Linked DNA regions of Zea mays: regions 1 and 3 are each linked to region 2. The links are chromatin contacts, called in public Hi-C maps. All regions are on one chromosome and are shown on one strand. The core of a region is the stretch at or near the end of the contact, and the rest is flanking DNA. Distances in the headings are between cores, read along the strand shown.

Region 1 (4,527 bases), core at 518-3,017, 310 kb after region 2:
CAGACACCCTTTGGGCACACCCATTAGGTGCACCGCCCGAATTCTCCAAGATTTTCTAAAGCAGTGATACCTGCAACATATACACAATGAATATACCGCTACAAAGGGGAAGATCAGCTGAAATGGGAGGAATTCCAAATGCGGTTACCAAAGCACAAGTCCAATCAGTAGAGGCATTAAAGTACACGGTCGAGTGGCGTCCAGCCAAGGGCTCCCTGTTTTGACTGGCTGGATTCCAACTTGTCACCGATCAAATTGATTCCAGACCAAACAAGATACAGACAGATGTCGTCACCAGGCTATCCCAAAAAATCATTTTGAAAAAAGCATAAGATGAAGACCTTTGAATTGATTATTTCAAAATCAACTCAAAGCTCGGGGGCTACACTCATTGGGTGCACCTTCCGTGCACCCAACGGATTCACAATACTTCGAAGCCGAGTGCTGATTTCTAAAGCGTAAGATGAAGACCTTTGAATTGATTATCTCTAAATCAACTCAAAGCTCGGGGGCTACACCCATTGGGTGCATGTAATACCCAAAATCTTAGAAATAAAATAGGATCCTTGATTATATGATTTTGTGACTATATTTTATGCATATCAACAATGTGGGTCCAGTTAAGGCAAATAATAATTATTTAAATATATAAATTGTGCATCATGCTGGGTCTTCAAATATGCACTTGACTTAGATTTAAAGTTCAAAACGCAGTTCGAATTTGGAATTAAATTTTAGTAAAGAAATTAAAAATAGAAAAAAAAAGAGAGAAAGGAGAGAATTAAACCGGGGTAACCATAAAATGGCCAGACCATTTCACTCGACATGCAAGCATGAGCGCGCATAGAATTTTTTTAACCCTTTTCTCATTTCTTTATTCTTTCTATCGGCTGCTTCATCACGGTATCCGTGGGCCCAGCGCTAGCATGTCACAGCGGTTGTTGTGCTCTACGGAGACTATCATGTGGGCCCTGTCGTCAGCTCTATCTTCTACCACACGCGCAAACAAACCAGACTCTGCCACAACAGAACGCCGATTCACCGCCTGGAATCTCGCCGACTGCTTCTTGTTCCTGCACGGATTTCGGTTGCCATATCCTCCTTCTCAGGATCGGCGGACTGCAACAACCTCCCATCACCTGTGCCGTGGATCCCGCTCGGGCAGCTCGTTCTCCTACCTCAAACAAACCGTGATTTATTCTCCGCTCACACCGCGGGTCTGGTGTCTCTCGGGAATATAAGCAGGATCCGTGACCCCCTCCGTGGTCCGTCCCTGTATAGCATCCAGCAACCGCTCGCGCCACGAAAACAGACCTTGGGAAGACAAAGAGTACCACCGCCATTGCTGAGGTGAGACCCGTTGTGGGGGAAATCGGGTTTCCTGGGGGGTTTTGACCATCCTAGGGTACCCGTGCGATTCACAAGAGTTCATTGAACACGCCTGAAGACTCTATTGGCAAAGGCATCATCTCCTGGGCGCCAATTTCTCGCTGGTGGCGGAATTCCTCCCTCTTGCCGCCGTGCTGCGTGGGCAGTGTTCATCGTTGCTCGATCACCTATAAGTCGATCACCATCGGATCCTCCTTACTTTCCTCTCCATTTTACGTGAGACCGTGCATGGGTTTGGGGGCACTGGGGGCGAACCGCCTGTCGTCGGTGATGACGCTGGTCATCGGCGCCGCCGCCGATGGACTAGTTGGAGGAAGGGAGAAAGGGTGATCACCGTCCGATATATGTTAACGGCCACGATTAGCCCCATGGATACCGGTTCGGACTTCATAAAATCTAGAGCGCTGATCGCTGATCCAATGGATACGATTGCGTACCGGTTCAATAAAGCCAAGATCTAATCCTGGCCTTCGATATTCGATCGGGCGGCCAGTAATGACCAATACCCCTTTGTCGTCCCAACTTACAAAAGAGTCCCTAGGTTTTATTGGTATAAACCCGCCGTCCTGCGCGGAGGTGGCTGAGTCACAGACACTTTTGCGCTCTTGCCCCTGTCGTTTCTGATAATAATGCGCCCAGTCTAGAGTTCCGGGAAAATTATATAAATGAATTTGGAATTTGATTTTCAATACAAAAATAATTCCAGAAACTTGTATAATTCATAGAAAATTCATATTAAGTCCAAATTAGTCCATTCCAGTTCCTATAATTTTATAATATTATTGTTTATCATTTAGTACCACTGTTTTGACATGAATATCACAATAAAATTTATATCCTATTTAATCTTGTACAAAGCATATAAAACCTTCAGAAATTCATAACTTAAAATCTATAACTCCAAAATTAATGATTCATGTTCCTAGAATCTTATTTTAATGTGTAGATTATTAATAGGTATTATGTTCTTATGTTTGGTGTGATGTTAATTTTGCATATACATTATTTGTTTGTATTACTACGACTAGCGCGAGGTTACGAGTCATCTAAAGATCATCCGGGTACCTAGAATCTCAAGTCCTAGGCAAGTTGTGCCCTTGATCACTTCTTTTTACCCAGTCATGTTCTTATTAATCATAATGATCTGCATAGGTTAATTTTGATGGGACCCAATAGGTTACCCCAGTTTGACTATCTTTATACCTTGATTACCATTGAACTTTTTGGGTAGTACTTGCTATTGCTTTATGTGGTTTTGAGTATGGAGATATATTATTCATGATTATACTTTTATTATCTGTTCATTATTTACTGTTCATGATAAGATCATTATGTTAATGGGAACATGGAGAACCACCTGGGAAAACAGTGCTACCACAAGGGTTTAATGGGACGCCCTTGGCCGATTAACTAGGAAAGCTAGTGGATGACTACCTTACCGGAAAGGGGCAAGGGCAGTAGGGGAGTGGTCAGTGTAGGGAGGTCCTTGGTTGATTTTGCTGCGATGGCGATTAGGCGAGGGATTCCTGCACTGGAGCTTCCTATAAACTGTAGCGGGTTTTCTGAAGCTAGTGGAACTTTGTAAAGGCCTCGTAGTGTTATCCTGCCTCGCCTCCTCGGTAGAGGTGTATGGGATTGGCCGTCTCTTGGCAGATGGGTAACATGACTTGTGGGTAAAGATGTGCAACCTCTGCAGAGTGTAAAACTGGTATACTAGCCGTGCTCACGATCATGAGCAGCTCGGACACTCACATGATTAGTTTATGGAACTAAATTCAATTTGTCATATGCATTGCATCGCAGGTGATGTTACTTTTGTTCTACTACTTAATTGGGTTGGTATTTACTTATACTTAGTAATTGCTAATAAAATTTTGACCAACTTTAAAAGCAATGCTCAGCTACAACCATCTTCTTTGGTAAGCCTTACACTTCATGAGCTCCCACCTTTGGCGAGTTCATGCACATTATTCCCCACAACTTGTTGAGCTATGAACGTATGTGAGCTCACTCTTGCTGTCTCACACCCTCCACAGGTCAAGAACAGGTACCGCAGGATGAGGCGCTTGGAGGATGCTATGACGAGTTCGTGAGAGGTCTAGGCTGTCGTCTCCCAGTCAACTTTGGGTTGCTGGACTGTTGTCTCCTTATAATGTAATTATTTATTTATTTTGTATAGAACTCCTATTATATAGTAAAGATGTCACATTCAATCCTGTGCCATGATTCATCATATGTGTGAGACTTGGTCCTAGCACACCTGGTGATTATGTTCGCGCCTGGGTCTTGGTACCCCGAAACCCAGGTGTGATAGTGCACCTTCTGTGCACCCAACGGATTCACAAAACTTCGGAGTCGAATGCTGATTTCTAAAGTATAACATGAAGACCTTTGAATGGATTATTTCAAAATCAACTCAAAGCTCGGGGGCTACACCCTATGGGTGCACCTTCAGTGCACTCAGTGGAGTTATAAACATTTCAAGTCATACGATGAGCCCACAAGCAAGGACCAGGAACCTTTGAATCGATTATTTCAAAATCAACTCAAAGATTGGGGGCTTGTGGTGGACAGATATCCCCCGGGTCCACTCGGGGGGCAAAAACTCTGCTCGAGGCCACATGCCAGTCGCCCCGCAGGGACGCCACGTCGTGGGTCGGGCAAAGAGAATGACAGAAATGGGCTGACCCAGGAATGTGATGGGCCCACGCTCGGATTACTCGTGGCTTGGGCATGATCCCATTGAAGTTGTTCACTTTTCCCGCGCCCGACATCCTCAAACGCCGGAATAGCTCAGAGCGGAGGTGCCAAGTTTTCCTCGGGATAGCGAAGTTTGTTCGCTATTAGCTAGGAGATAAGCTGGAAGAGTGTGATCAGCGTCTACGCGGTATGCGCCCTACGGTCATGTATATAAGGCCAAGGGGGTCCCCATCATTTTCATCTCATTAGCACCTCACCACTGGTAAACACCTCCCACATACAAAATCATCCTAGGAAGTAGGGTTTACGCTCCTCAAGCGGCCTGAACATGCTGACACTCGCTTGACTCTCTCTCGTGCCCCCGGCGCGAACCATTGAGTTACAATCCACCACACCTTCCTACCAAAAGCACCACAAGGCTACCCCCGGGTGTGCGGT
Region 2 (4,663 bases), core at 1,652-4,151:
GCAAATAAAGAAATAGGAAAATAAGAATATCTTACCTTGTTTCTTCATTTTTTGAACTCTTATAGACCGAAGCTCCTGAAGTTTCTCGACCATTAGGGCAAGCTCCAGCTGGAAGTACCAGATTTGAATTGCCAATTGGGAAAATTAGCTTATTCAGGATAATGAATATTATGATGATACTATTAACTCAAAAACGTCCACAGAATCAATAGTAGATTAAAGTAAAAAAGAAATTTGAATGACTACTCAAATCTTCATGAACTGATTGCAAAATAGCTCTCCAAAAAATACAAAAAAAACAGGTGAATGATATCCCATAAGATTGGTTGCACTAAGACAATTGTAGAGATCAGAGGGTTTCTAGAGTTACAATAAAAGTAAATAAAGATCACAAGAATAGCCTGTAAGGCACAACTTAAATGTTGCAACTAAACTTATACAAACAAACAAAATAATTAGTTTGTATCAAAGTAAGGCACAACTTAAATGTTGCAGCTAAACTTAAACAAACAAACAAAATAATTGGTTTGTATCAATGTTCAGTAGTATGCGCACATGCGCTTGCACATAACTAGTAAAAGACAGTTCTCAAACACCCTAGAGAAGAAAACTTTCACAGCACAGCCTGGGCGTGAAATTTTATTCCATAGTACCTCAGATTCTAGGCGCTTTCTTTCCTCATTTGTTTTCTTTCTAGCAATCTGCTGCATGCTTTCCACCTGGTTAACAGGTACATAAGTGAATACATTAATTCTGAAGCAACAAATCTGTCCTACTGCAATGTATCTTTAATCGTGAAACAAAATTCACAGATATGAGAACGCACCCTCCGCTTTGCAATGTCCTTGGCTATTTGCTTAGCCCTCCATTCATCAGCTTCCCGGTCAACTCTATCATAATCCGCACGCTCCTATGAAACAACAAGACAAGAGATGTCATCCACAATTCACAATTCACACGGTTGGGTTTTTTTTGGCTGTTTGGAATGAAGGAACCAGAAATGTATTATGAGCTGTATAAAAGGTGACAGTGACGAGTGGCACCTTCTGAAAAAGCTCCGCAACATGCTTCCTTCTCCTCTGCCGCCACCGCTTATTTCTCTTAGATTTCTGCAGCTTCTGAGTCAACCTAACCATCGCCGACCTCTCCTCCCAGGGGCCACTTTGGCTCGTCGCAGAAGAGATAGGCCCAAGAAGATGCTGAAGCTGGTGGCAAAGGTAATTGGCTGCATCTGTTGCCATCGACTCATGAGTGTCCTGACTAATCCCCATGGACCTAGCCAGCTCAACGAAACCGAGGCGCTTGTCCTCTGAAGAATCGCCGGACCCCCACGGCAATTCCGCCGAGGACGAAGCAGATTTTCGTGTTTCTGTGGCACCATCACCAGGATTTCCGGCCGCCGCAATTTCCTCGAGCTCTTTTATTCTGACAGGCCATCAAATCCTCTCTTATGAAATGGGCGTAAATAAGCAAGCTACATGATGAGTACATGCCTACATGGTCATCAGTAGCTTTCGAGGGTTGTGGGAAATGGGAGCTCACAGCGCAGTTGATAACTCGATGGTCTGTTGCAGCTTCCTCACATGATCCCGCACATTGTCTCGCTGCCAGAAGGTAACCGCAGGCGAGGGCGAGGGCGAGGGCGGGGGCGGGGGCGGTTGCTGCCACTGCCACTGCAACGGTGGAGGCTGAGGAAGAAAGGGGGGCGGCGCCCCAAAGGCATTCGGCGGCCGGAACATACCTGGCGGCTGCTCTCGAGGAATCATCGATCGCGACCGCGGGGTGGCAAGCACGGCAGATGGCCCCCCGGACCCGGTGGTGGAAGATGTCGGGGGCGGGACTGAAACTGGCGGGGAAGTCGTGCGTTACCGAGATTGTTAAGTGGCCCAGAGGAGACGTGGCGCGGGAGTAGGACGGAGCGTCTGAACCCCAGCTACGGGAACCGCGGCGGCGGCGGGCGCGGCCAGTTGCAGTTGGAATTGGAACGGAAAGGGGGAAGAAGACGCGAGAAGCCGAGAACGGGGCTGGGGCTGGGGCTGGGTGCTCGTGCGGGGCTCCTGGCCCAAACGATGTCGTGGGCCGTCGGCCTGCTCTCTCTCTCTCTCTTTCTACCTCCAGTCCTTCTCAGGTTACGCTTACGCGTACAGTGTACATTGCTGCTAATCTGAGGGGCTTCTCTGCAAGATTGACGGGTGATTGGGGTCCACGGACGCGTTGTGATGGATATTTTTGTTTGGGCAGGCCACTTGGGTCCACGAAGCGCCCTGCATGGATGCCACGTAGCGTCTCAGCCACTCCTGCGCACACACGTAGCACCGGGTCGCAGTCCCCATGCTCCGGGCTAAAATAAAATAAGGGGTGACGTGGCCCAGCAACAGTCGTGACGAGATTGGCCTAGCCACAGTGGCCAACGTACATGTCGGATGTCGCTGCACAGGACCCTTTTGACAGATTGGCCTAGCCGTACAGTGGCTCCGCATGGGCGACGTACAGCAGCATGCGCATCAGCAAGCTGCGGCGGTGCCGGTGCGTGCACCTCTGGCCGCTGGCCGGTACGGCGGCCCCGGTGCGTGCATTACTGCATTGTGAACTGTGCGGTGCCGGCGGTGCATGGAATCGGGATGGACGTACATACACACGACACGACGCATGGTTTTCCTTTTGCACCCGGGCGACGCCGTACTACCATGGATTTTGATTCTTGAAAATTTAACAAAGTTTATGAAAGAAAAAAAAACATATTATAGACAGACAATGGAACGGGAAAATGGCCCCGGGGACCTATTCATGATTCCAACGATGCCAGGAGGTCCCGGGCGGAAGAATGCATGCGCATGCCACATCGCCTCGCCGCAGCCCGGGAAAGAAAAGGAAATGCCGTGCGTGTATCGATTCGCTACACCACACACACGTACGCAGGCCGCGTGCCGGCGCGCCATTGCACTGCACCACCAGCCTGCCTGTGCAGAGAGACGGAGGAGGAGACACACAGGGCAGCGACCAGCGAAGGACCGAGAAGCTAGCAACGGCAACGAGCAGAGGCCCGAGCCCGACACTTGCGCTCCGCTTCCCCCGCCCCCTCCGCCTCTCCCGTCTCTCCAGGCCGCCACCAACACCACACCACCACCCGTTGCCACGCTGCCGGCCGCCCACGCCTCGCGCCAGCCGATCCTTTCATTCCATCCTCCCTCCCTCCGCCCCCGCCTCCCAATTTTAGCCGCACGGCCGCCGCCGCCGCCGGCCGGCCGGAGAGCAGGAGCAGCTAGGCCGCCATGGAGGCGAAGAGCGTGGTCATGTCGGCGCTCGGGATCGGGATCGGCGTCGGCGTCGGCCTGGGCCTCGCGTCCGCGCCCTGGGCCGCCGGCGCCTCGGCCTCCTCCAGGGCCGCGGGGGTCACCGTCGACCGGGTGGAGCAGGACCTCCGCCGCCTCCTCGTCGACGGCGCCGACACCAAGGTCACCTTCGACGAGTTCCCGTACTACCTCAGGTTTAAGTTTCCTCCCGTCCCGCCTTATGTACGCGCTGCTCCCAATGATTCTGCACCAAGGAAACAACAGCGGCACGCACGTCAGTTCGTAGTTCCTTTCATGAGATGAGACTCTGCTCCAGCCTCCAGCTGCTGCGTCGTCGCCTTCCCTAGCTACTTCGGATCTGTCCCCTGCTAGTGCGATGTGCATGCTACATGATACGAGTAGACGAGCTTGCGCGTTCCCTGAATCAGAGAACAAATAAATAAAAAGTAGGAAAGGGTGCGCGTGCGTGTGATCTTCAGGCTCAGGACTCGTCAGCAAATGAACTCTGCCTCCGGTCGCTGTCGACGAACAAAACGATCAGTATACCTTGTTTCCAGTTTCTGGGTTCATAGGACAAGAGAAAGCGATAGAATTTTAGATGCAAAACAAGCAGATCTCGCAGGTGCCTTGGTGCAATAAGATGGCTGCAACCAAAGGTGGTGACAGAAATCGTTCCCTTTTCGACTCATCTTCTTCTCCGATTCCAATTCGCAGTGAGCAAACACGTGTTGTGCTGACGAGCGCTGCGTACGTCCACTTGAAGCAAGCAGATATTTCTAAGTACACCAGGAACCTTGCTCCAGCCAGCCGTACAATCCTGCTGTCAGGTCCTGCAGGTACAGTATCATCTTCGATTGGCACTCGCTCAGCCAATTTATTTCTGCATCACTGAACTAAGACCCAAGGTCCTGTTTTGAAGAGCTCTACCAGCAGATGCTTGCCAGGGCGCTTGCCCACTATTTTCAAGCAAAGTTGCTCTTGCTAGATCCTACTGATTTCCTTATAAAGGTCAGCTCCGCCAAAATGTGCTCCCTTCCTTCACAAACTATGTTGGTTTGTAACCAAGTGTCCTTCCTTACAGATCCATAGCAAATATGGCACAGGTGGCAGCACAGAGAAGGTAAGGCCTTCAAAACATTCTGACTTTCTGATGAGGTTAGCTTATCTTGTGACATGCCCATAGCGTCATCCAGATGTAGTTATTGTTACTAGAAATTACTGGTGCGTCGGCTTGTTTTTTCTTGATATGATAGCGTGCATATATCTGTGTATTGTTGCCGAGCTTGATCTTTTTGTTGCTTCACAGGTTCTCATGCCTTGATTAGTTGCTAACAGAAGAGCATTTTTTCTTCTTGTCAGACGGTTAAAAG
Region 3 (4,772 bases), core at 1,094-3,593, 470 kb after region 2:
CATAATAAACATATTCAAGAAATCAAGAACTCTGATCTATCAAATATTTAGTGTTAGGTAAGATATTCAAATATTCTTCTCGGTAAGACAAGTTGTTCCTGGTATAAGTATTACTGAAAGCAAGCAAAGAAACAAATAAAATTCTTAAACCAAACAAATATATAGATTATTAACCAGAATGGCACAACTCACTTTCTCTTGAAAAAGAAGTCCCAAGGTTATTTACCCCAATATGCTTTGGTAGGTTAACATCTCTTCTTAGCTGAAAATGAAACGCGCAAAAAAATTTAAAAAGGTATGGTATAGATACGATCTCAAGACTAATCTCTTACAATGAAAAGTTTATATGAAAGGATAACATATGCAGGCAATTTAACTGTAATAATCAAGTCCAGCTGGTAAATCCAGAACACACAGCCCACATGAGATGTATATTCTGCAGTAAGTTTATGATTATTTTCTTTCTGCCATAATTATGTACATAAGTAATAACCTGAAACAGCAAATATACAAGTAATGCTGGTATATTGCAAAAATGAAAAATCTACAAGAAAGGCAGAAACCACAACTATCCAAGTATGAAATAATGGAAGTATTTTTTCCTTTTCAGTTCATTTTTTTGGAAGGGGCAATTGTACATCAGGCCAATCATAAAGTGGCACATTGGATGCTACATTTCAGATAATTTATAGCAAAACAACTTTCCTGTTTAAAGGCAGGTAAAGCAGATTTATCACAGTATATTTGTTCTTGAATTGGAAATCCTTCAGTAATCAGTATATAGGAGACATACAGTACATCAAAGCTATGGTTCACTATACAAAGAAAAGAAATTACAAATTGACACAACAAACTTCATACCCTCATTTTTTTGCAAAAACTGCGTACCCTCAATCTCTGGGTGCAAATAAACCATTAAGACATATTTAGGGTTACGATGAGTACATGGACTCTTATTAAAAACGTGTAAAAAATGTACTGTGAATACAATGGTTTCCTTAAGAAAACAACAGACATAAAGAAAATAAGTCTGCGTTGAAAATTACTGCAATGAAATTCTAGTTTTTAGGGGGGATGATAACCTTTGAGAATGTATTTGCAAGATCATCAAGATCTGAAAATGAACTATCTTCAGCCTGAAAAAAACAAGTTGTAGCCTGGGTGAGAAGTGAATACAAACTATACAAGGTAGTTTTTATTTTATTTTAGAAAAGGGTTCAGTACAAATCCACCAAGCAGCAGTCTGACTTTACAGTTTACATGGAAGAACTTAAGTGCATCTGTTAGACTAAAACTAAACTTACAAGAATCCTGTTCTGAACTATCAAACTTAGCAGCGCAACAAAAGAACGAAAAAATCACGTCATACAAGTGTAATGTATCTGCAATCTTCTGAGAAAATCCCCCCCCCCCCAACGCGCACACACACACTTCACTAAACAGTATCTTCACGGTGCTATCAGAAATTATCCATTTGCCATGGCTGTACAAAGATCGAACAGGCTAACAGCTATACTCAATACAGTACTTGTCCAGCTCCAGCATGGAACAAAAAAATCTGTATTAACAACTGGCATTGAATTTCTCTTGTCCAGCATAGTCCTACCTCTAGTGCAATCCCCTGAGAAGAAAGTGGGCGCTCTAAATCATCGAGTCCAGCGAAAGCAGCATTACTGCTGTTATCATCTTCGAATCCGCCTAGTTCAATCTCCTCCAGCACATTGTTGCCAAAAAAGGCATACTGTGACGCATCAAATCTAGTGTCATCTGCATAGGAAGGTTCCAAGATGATGTCAACAAGCATAAGGTGCTTAGGTAGAAGCCTAAAAACCTAAAAACAGCAGTGCCCAAGTAATTGCCCATGTATTAGTTGATAAAGAAAACAGATCTCCGTCTGCTATCGTCCACAAGCGCAGCTCCGGTGCCGAGTTGGGGGTCGAGCACAACATGGCAACACGCTGTGGATATGGATTGGTAAGTGGTAACCGCATGAGCCCCCCGCCAGCAACACGTACCTGAATTAGAGGTGTTCGCGTCGGCGGCAGGCACCGGCGGCATGGATCCGGAGGGAGCTTCTCCGTTTGGCAGCATCGTCGGCGCGTCGCAGCTCGCGGGCCACACCCGGCGGCGGCTCACCACCGACGGGATTCGGACGAGGGGGGGCCGGGGCGCCCTGGACCGGAGCAGGAGGGGAGACCCGCGGGGCGGGGGCGCGGCGGCCAACTGCCTTGCCCTTGCACTGATGGATGCCGGGACCCTAGTCCCGAAGACGGATGGGTTTGGGCGTTTGGCTGGGAGCAGGATGCACGGGAGCCACTCGTTCGGTCGTTCCTGCGCCGCGATGCAGATCTACTCCACATCTACACTATTCTTTATCAATACCATTCATTGTAGTCTCTCACTGTCAGCGTCGTCAAGGCCTCTCCCTACTTTTCTTTCTTTTTTTTAACCCCTATGGTTTACAGGTGGGTCACTTTTGATTGAACACTCTCCCTCAGGCAGCTTTCGTTTGCCGACCATGGAACTGTGACGTCAATTCATGCAGCCCAAGTGGAGGAGGTCGACGACGACGACGAGCGGCCTGGGCCCTCGGCAGTGGGCACACGCAATTTGATTACTCCCCCATCTTTCCAAATTTTGACTACTTGGACGACGTGAAGTTTAGGCCCAAGTTCAAAGGCCCGCCCGCCGCCCCGCCCGTATTCTACTCCAATTCCAAACACTCGCCCGTCCCCGTCGCTCCCCATCCCACACCAACCCTCTGTGCCTCGGTCCCTCCGCCCGTACGCGCGACGAGAGACACGATGCGGCGGTCCCTACCCCTTCTCCTCGCGCGGCAGGTGGCGCGGCGGCGGCGGCTGAGCAACGTGCCGGAGTCCACCGTCTACGGGGGCCCACGCCCGCAGGAGTCCTCGGCGGCGCGGCGCGTGACGGTGACCACACTCCGTGGGAAGCACCGCCGCGGGGAGCCCATCACCGTCGTCACCGCCTACGACTACCCCTCGGCGGTCCACGTCGACTCCGCCGGCATCGACGTCTGCCTCGTCGGGGACTCCGCCGCCATGGTCGTCCACGGCCACGACACCACGCTCCCCATCACGCTCGACATCATGCTCGAGCACTGCCGCGCCGTGGCCCGGGGCGCGCCGCGCCCGCTCCTCGTCGGGGATCTCCCATTCGGCTGCTACGAGTCCTCCGCCGCCCAGGTACTCCTCCGCCTCTCCCCTCCGTCCTGGACAAGATATTCCGATGTGATAGGGATAGAAGTAGAATAGAATGGTACGGGTGGTGCCACAGATCACAATGCAGCCAGCACATGGGCCTTGGCTATCGCGTTCGTCTCACTGTCGAAGGTGATCTCCATTTTTGTCACTGCAGAAATGTGATGCCTGTTAAATTTGGATAGGAAACATCTGGTTTTACAGTATAATTCACTAACTGCAGCTCTCTCTCTCTCTCTCTCTCTCTCTCTCTCTCTCTCTCTCTCTCTCTCTCTCCCTCCCTCCCTCCCTCCCTCTCTCTCTCTCTCTCTCTCTCTCTCCCTCCCTCCCTCCCTCCCTCTCTCTCTCTCTCTCTCTCTCCCTCTCTCCCTCCCTCTCTCCCTCTCTCTCTCTCTCTCTCTCCCTCTCTCTCTCTCTCCCTCCCTCTCTCTCTCTCCATTCGATTATTTTTTGGTTCAATATTTAGATGTTCAGCAACAGGGCCTTTTAACCAAATAATAATGCTGCAAAAGTACTAGACGAAATTGTAAAAAGGAAACATAAGGTCAGCATGTTCATTTGCACTGATGCACATGCATGATGGATACTGGTATTGTTTTTCCATGCTCTTTTAGGCTGTTGATTCAGCCGTGAGGGTCCTCAAGGAAGGTGGAATGGATGCGATCAAGCTGGAAGGGGGTGCCCCATCGAGGATCACTGCAGCCAAGGCTATTGTGGAGGCTGGAATCGCTGTCATGGGGCATGTTGGCCTCACACCGCAAGCTATTAGTGTTCTCGGTGGATTTAGGCCTCAAGGGAAGACGGTTGACAGTGCTATAAAGGTTTGCCGCTAGCTGCTCATTATGTTTGTGGCTTGGTTATATTTGTTGCTACACATTTGGTGCTGGTGCGCTGACTGACTGGTAGGGTCTCACTCCATGCTATTGTGCTTGTGTAGGTTGTGGAGACAGCACTTGCCTTGCAGGAGGCTGGATGCTTCTCGGTTGTGTTGGAGTGTGTGCCTGCTCCAGTGGCAGCAGCTGCAACATCAGCATTGAAAATCCCAACCATTGGCATTGGGGCTGGACCATTCTGTAGTGGCCAGGTTCGTTTGTTCTTTGCTCCGTAAAATGAGGAGGAGAAGTAAGATCACTTGCTTTGCTCACAGATACTGAGATACAAGATGTTGACTCTGGTCATATCCATCCAGTAGTCTACATGCCATCAATCATCATACACTCTAAAAAACACATACATGCCTTTGTGGGCCTCGCTTAAAATGAAATAAGCATGTCGTTTATGACATGTGAAGAACTGAAGATGCACAACATGTTTGTTCATGAAGCCTGATATGGGCTTATTATAATGCAGGTCTTGGTGTACCATGACTTGTTAGGGATGCTGCAACACCCACATCATGCCAAGGCAAGTGTGTCAAACAATAAGGCATTTTCTTTTGTCGTTACCCTGTAGGAGTTTATTAATCTCAGTGCGTGCTTCTTTCCCTCCCACAGGTCACACCAAAATTCTGTAAACAATTTGGTAACGTGGGCGATGTCATCAACAAGGCGC

The links. Hi-C and Micro-C count contacts between places; a contact is called where the count stands out from the background.
Region 1: a Hi-C map of tassel shows a contact between it and region 2, with 2.9 times the contacts expected there. The contact joins the enhancer-like site here to the promoter of LOC103634999 in region 2. A contact is called at or near these places in 3 of 25 Hi-C or Micro-C datasets (endosperm, leaf and tassel).
Region 3: a Hi-C map of tassel shows a contact between it and region 2, with 7 times the contacts expected there. The contact joins the promoter of LOC100383823 here to the promoter of LOC103634999 in region 2. A contact is called at or near these places in 15 of 25 Hi-C or Micro-C datasets (bundle sheath, ear, endosperm and 6 more) and 1 of 3 datasets of contacts at active chromatin or transcription factors (leaf).

The regions. Positions count from the first base shown.
Region 1 is chr8:28,100,686-28,105,212 of Zm-B73-REFERENCE-NAM-5.0, reverse strand. No RefSeq gene overlaps it. Among protein-coding and RNA genes, the nearest start is that of LOC118473089, 39 kb to the right of the region's middle. Within about 2 kb of position 1,767, at least 19 of the 20 cell types and tissues checked have an H3K27ac peak or open chromatin away from gene starts, as enhancers often do. A contact at or near this core is called in leaf and tassel, where this site is marked.
Region 2 is chr8:28,407,377-28,412,039 of Zm-B73-REFERENCE-NAM-5.0, reverse strand. It overlaps LOC103634999 (P-loop containing nucleoside triphosphate hydrolase superfamily protein), which reads left to right and starts at 2,901. Exons shown (of 15, transcript XM_008657571.4): 1 at 2,901-3,487; 2 at 4,008-4,129; 3 at 4,213-4,301; 4 at 4,375-4,413; 5 at 4,653-4,663. The coding sequence starts at 3,273. LOC100382473 reads right to left here and starts at 1,978. Exons shown (of 8, transcript NM_001175213.1): 1 at 1,543-1,978; 2 at 1,044-1,425; 3 at 827-910; 4 at 654-719; 5 at 36-108. The coding sequence starts at 1,766.
Region 3 is chr8:27,935,290-27,940,061 of Zm-B73-REFERENCE-NAM-5.0, reverse strand. It overlaps LOC100383823 (Topoisomerase II-associated protein PAT1), which reads right to left and starts at 2,343. Exons shown (of 5, transcript NM_001362155.1): 1 at 2,016-2,343; 2 at 1,607-1,767; 3 at 1,083-1,136; 4 at 193-262. The coding sequence starts at 2,091. LOC100283732 (3-methyl-2-oxobutanoate hydroxymethyltransferase) reads left to right here and starts at 2,689. Exons shown (of 5, transcript NM_001156631.2): 1 at 2,689-3,206; 2 at 3,836-4,042; 3 at 4,159-4,305; 4 at 4,572-4,625; 5 at 4,715-4,772. The coding sequence starts at 2,805.